Linked DNA regions of Manis pentadactyla: region 2 is linked to region 1. A link is a contact called in public Hi-C data. All regions are on one chromosome and are shown on one strand. Each heading gives the region's core, a stretch centred on a gene start, on an enhancer-like site or on the middle of the called end of the contact. The rest is flanking DNA. Distances are from core to core; before and after follow the strand shown.

The links. Hi-C and Micro-C count contacts between places; a contact is called where the count stands out from the background.
Region 2: a contact with region 1 is called in a Hi-C map of fibroblasts, with 2.8 times the contacts expected there. The contact joins the promoter of DEPDC1 here to the promoter of WLS in region 1. A contact is called at or near these places in 2 of 3 Hi-C or Micro-C datasets (fibroblasts and skin fibroblasts).

What each region holds. Positions count from the first base shown.
Region 1 is chr4:56,754,594-56,757,293 of mManPen7.hap1, reverse strand. WLS (Wnt ligand secretion mediator) reads left to right here and starts at 1,263. Exons shown (of 12, transcript XM_057500313.1): 1 at 1,263-1,625. The coding sequence starts at 1,520.
Region 2 is chr4:57,001,906-57,004,605 of mManPen7.hap1, reverse strand. It overlaps DEPDC1 (DEP domain containing 1), which reads left to right and starts at 1,316. Exons shown (of 11, transcript XM_036910799.2): 1 at 1,316-1,454. The coding sequence starts at 1,407.

The sequences.
Region 1 (2,700 bases), core at 14-2,513:
GGGTAAGAGGTGGTGGGGTGTGGACACTGAATACATGTCGGAGTGGGGGGTTACGAAGGTTATCAAGGGTCAACTGAGCAATGTTGAGCTAAAAAACCAATTTATGAAACATAGGAAAACCAGGCTGGTTCATTTAGGCTTAATAGACCAGGAAATCTCTTAAGAGTCCAGTTCCCCCCTCATCCCCTTCCCTTAGAAGTTAAGTATAAACATAAATACATCCTTACAAAGAGATCAGCAAACATTGAAACTCAATATAGGTACCATCTAAATCAAATAAGGTGTCTTAGGCTTTTGAAATGCAAACCGTGGGCTTGGTTTCACATTCACTTATTAATTCCACAAAAGTTTTTGGAGGACCTACTAGAGCTAGAAGTTTGTTACGCACCACGGGGGAGGGGGTGGGTAGTGCTTGTACCAAGCTGAACAAAACTCAGTTCCTATCCCCCAGGAGTTTACAGCTCTGTGATGGAGACAAACGTGACACAAAAGTCCTTACGATAGGAGCTAAGAATGTAAACAAGACATTATAGGAGTTCCGTTCTCAGAGATAGTACATAGAGGTGGTTTGGAAACTGGAGAGGTTTTTCAGGTGAGCTGGGTTTTAAATGAGATTTAAGACTCTGATAGAGTAATCTTATATACACTTTCTTTTTTCTTTCTTAAAGGCAAGAGTGACAGGGTCAAGGCTCTGGGAACCCATGGCATGGGGGATAACACGGTAATGAACAGAGAGGTCTGACTTGGCTGGAGTGTAGGTTCCTCCAGGGGTACAGTGGGAGATAATTTAGCTGAGTATATGCCCAATAAACCGAGACTCGGATCAGGTAGTAGTAAACTAAGCCGAGACTTTACTCTGCACCTCTGTATTTTGACTTGAGCATCTTTGGATCCCTTTAAAAAATTCTCCTCTTCTTTCCGAAATAAGAGTTCTAGTAGTAGGGGGTGGGGACCATTTCCTAAAGTCAACACGTTAAGTTAAAGGTCTGCAAAGCTGTCCACGGGTGATTTAAATCTCGCACCAGAAAAGGAAACATGTGCGAGGCAGGGAATGGGGGACCCACTTAGCAACATCCACCTCCAAATGACACCAGTCCCTGGCGGGACAGGCTGCCAAGCAGACCCTGGAGTAGGACGCCAGCACCCGCCGGAGCTCCAAAGCCCGGGGGAGAGGAAGAGAGGGAGGCAGAGAGGAAGGGAGGAAGCGCGAGCGGGAGGGAGGCAGAAAGGGAGGGAGGCGGCGTCATGTGATCCGCTTCCCTGCTCCTTTAAGCGTCCACAGGCGGCGGAGCGGCCACAATCACAGCTCCGGGCATTGGGGGAGCCCGAGCCGGCTGTGCCGGGGGAATCCGTGCGGGCGCCTTCCGTCCCAGTCCCATCCTCGCCGCGCTCCCGTACCCTTGAAGTTTTGCAGCGCCCCAGAAAGGAGGCGAGGGAAGAGGGAGCGTGAGAGGAGAGGGAGCAAAAAGCACACCTAAAACATTTATTTCAAGGAGAGAAGAAAAAGGGGGGCGCAAAAATGGCTGGGGCAATTATAGAAAACATGAGCACCAAGAAGCTGTGCATTGTTGGTGGGATTCTGTTCGTGTTCCAAATCATCGCCTTTCTGGTGGGAGGCTTGATTGGTAAGTGTGAGAGCTGCAAACTTTTCCCCCTTTCTCTCTTTTCGGGCCCCTTCCCTCTTTGCCTCTCGGGCTACTTGTTACAGTATCACTGCCTTCCTTCTATGATCTAATTAGTCCGGCTATTGTGCTTAAGAAAGCAGAGCTCCATGGGGCTCCGTGGGGCACAATCCAGTCTAGTGGCTAAGAGAAAAGGAGGGGGAAAAGTTTTGGCCTAGTTTCAGTATCCACTTGAAAGGAAGGAGGGGGGTGGTGGGGGTGGGAATCTTAAGCATGGCGACGGATCGCGCGAGGAAGCTCTGGGTTACAAAGTTGGTTGCTGCTCCCCCTACCCCCGCTTTTTCCCGCGTTCCCCTCTTTTCCTCTCGATTCCCTCCCAGTCAGCACCCGGAGGGCAACGTAATCGACTTTAGTGAGAACAACAGAAGAGTCAGGGAACTGCGCCCGGCGCAAACCCGGAGCCGTGTTGCGGGGCTGGATCGTTGCATGCGTAAACGCGTATGGTCGTCTCGGCTAGGCGGTGAGAGTTTGCATTTTGGGGCCCTACCTTTGCGCCCGCGGCTTCCTAGTTCCTCCTCCCCGCGGTGGTGGAAGGAACAGGTCCGAGCTTTGGGTCCGGAGGCGGGGTGGGGTGGGGTGCAGTGGGAGAAAGTCGTTGGCTGGCGCTGCGGGAAGTTGGAGAGCTCTGACGGGAAAAGCGTATCCGAAAGGTGTTGCTTTTGGCCTCCTGCCCTCTCTCGAATCTCCCCTCCCCCACTCCTTGGCGCCCCGAAAGCCCGTGAGTTTGGAGTCCCTGGTCCCTCCTTGGCGCCTGGGAGAGCGCCCCTCCCCAGACACAGGCCCCTGCAGGTGACAGCTCCTTCGTCTCCCGGCCACGGCACCCGTCTTGGGATACCTCCCCTGGAGTGCGTCCCGCGGACCTCTCGGACCTAACAGGCTTCCGGGTGAAGAAGACGGGCTCATGGATCTTCCACTTGCAAAAACTCCCTCTGGCCGTCTCTCCATCTCCATCCATCCACCCGCCTCGCTGCACACTCGTGTACTGCCCCTGGAGATTTAGGACATCCCAGCACAAACT
Region 2 (2,700 bases), core at 67-2,566, 250 kb before region 1:
GCTAAACTAATTTTGGCCTCCACATTCTCATCTCCATTTCATTCTTAAGGGAAATGTGGCAAAAGAACAGAGAAAAGAAAACCCTAAGCTAATGGTCATAAAGCCAGATGAAAAAGTTAACACTATTTTGTAACTCTACTTTTCCTTAACATTAATGCAAAATCAAATTGATTGTTTCTGTTTACCAAGTGCTTTTTGAAAATTCCTGTCCATTGATCCTGTTCAGTAAATAGATGTGTCTCCATCTAAGTTATCTTAAGTTCAGTAGCTAAGGTATGCTCTGGAGACCATCATACTACTCCCTAGAATTTTCCCTTACCTCTCCTTTTTTGCCTAGTTCTACCCTTTGAAATTTCTGCTTAATTTCTGTATTAATTCTCTCATAGCTTCAAACCACTCAAGTAACCTCTCAGCCTGTTGTACTGAAGGATCCCCAGTATCGAACAGGATGGAGCATTTATTAAAAGTATGAAGTTTGACCTCTGCCAGTGAGGTACAAGACTTTGGGCAAATCCCTTCAACGCTCAGAATTTAGTTTTTGTCATTTAAAAAATGACATTTGTTGTAGGTGTCCTAAAATCCCATCTAATTTTTAAGTGTATATTCACGATTTAAATATAACCAGGATTCTTATAAAGATAATGGTAGTAGATTTTCTTGAGGGAAATTTGTCAGGTTTTACATAACCTTTTCCCAAACCCCTTTTGTATGTACTTCTGGAAATGTAGTTATGCTCCATTCTACTACCATTTTTGCAATGGAGAGAACGGAATCATGGTCACTGCTAAAATGTAGGAGGGTGACAGCACTGCAACATTTATCCAGAAAGCTTAAAAGAAGCAAACCAAGGGGTTGGTCAGGTGAAAGCTGTGGCCCAGGGATGCTTTGTTTTACATGCTAACCACTGTTGGAAATCCTGCAGAGCCAGGCAGAAAAGGTATGGGATTTGAGTTTTTGTTTTTCATTTCAAATTGCAAATTCCCTAAGCCAAAAGCTGCACTTCAAACGATCCTGTTCTAGACTAAACCGCCTCACCGGTTCTGAGTGGAAACATGACTTCGCCTCGCCAACGACCGCAAGAGGGAGAAGCAACTCCAGGAAAGCCCGGTGAGGCTCTCCCACAGGCGGGCCCCAGCGCAGCCCAGCGGGGCCAGCGGTGCACGCCCAGCGCCACAGCCCCGGGAGGCTCCGCCGCGCTCGCCGGCCGCGACTGGGCCCCCCACCCCGCCGTGAACTATCACGTGACCCGGCGGCGCGGCCAATCAGCGCAGCCCTCTGCCTAATTCAAATCGGCGGCGGGGCCGACGGTTGTGCAGTCACCCCGCGGCCCTGGCCGGGGCCCAGTGTCGCCGTGTGTCGCCATGCACGGAGCGGGACGCTGACAGATCTCCGGCCCGGTAGGCGGTATGGAGAGTCGAAGTGTACCTCCCGGGCCTTATCGAGCCACCAAGCTGGTAAGACCGCGCGGAAACGACCGGGCTGGCCCGTCAGCCGGGGTGATGGCTGCCACCACTTTTTGAGAACGTTTTTGGCTTTACCTTGGACAGAGGGATAGTCCCTTTGCCGAAAAGGAGAGCAAGGGGAAATAGCGGGAATTGCGGAACGTTTGCCGGACTCCCCTCTCCCTCTTTTGAGGGTCTGAGCCTTTGCTCCGGGCCCTATCAGCGGTAAGTCCCCAAGGACGCGCCCTGGAGAAGGCACATACTACTCGCCTTCTCTAGGCGACTTCTGTGCTTTAGTGTCGGCGTCCCCTGGAATGTCAGAGAATATTCCTATTTTAGCCGCTCCCCGCGCCTGATTTTCTGCTCCCATCAAGATTCTAGAAGAATTTAGAATGCTTCCCAAATGCTTTGTGGAGTCAGATTGCGGGCAGCGCGAAAGTGACAGCTGCTTTTTGCTGGGCCTGCAGAATTTCATGCAGGATGTACCGACTGATTAGTTAGTTCTAGGTAACAGGTGCCTATTCAAAACTAAATCCAGAATACCTAAAAAAAAAAAAACATCAGGAACCACTGTTAGTAGTCCCTGGATTTTTACTCATTACACAGTGTCTTGTGTATTTGAATCTTCAAGAGAATACTAGTACCACTGGTTACAGGACAATAGGAGAGTCGTTTAACTTCTGTGAGCCTCAGTTTCCACATTGTTAAGTAGAGCTAATAATATGTGTCCACTTTAAGGAATTTCCCAAGAGAATACTGTATGTGAAAGTGTGTTGTGGTCTAGAGAATAATAAATAACTTACCTGTGGCTAAATTGCAGCTCAACGTAAGATTTTTGAATAAATGAATGTGTAAAATGGGGAGGTATGAGACGAAAAGAATAGTTATTCTGTTTTCTGCCTTTAAATTTTGCATTGTGATGGGGGGGCCACATGGGTTAGGTAAGTGAGAAATAGCATATAACTAGTAATAGCATAGCTGGGGTTACAAATCAGATTTCTTGGCATCTAATGTAGGATTTTTAATTTAAAAGTGATGTGTTTATTATATAACACCACTACCACCTTCATGCTCCACTGTTAGAGCTGCCACAAACTATAAAGTTTGGGTGATTTGTGAACAATTTGGAAAATATGAGTATCTTTAAAATACAAATATATCACAGTGTCATTAAATATACAGTGGACTTACACCTTATTTAATTTACTCCATCTGTTCTATGTTCACTACTGGAATCTTCACCTAAGAGGTATTATAA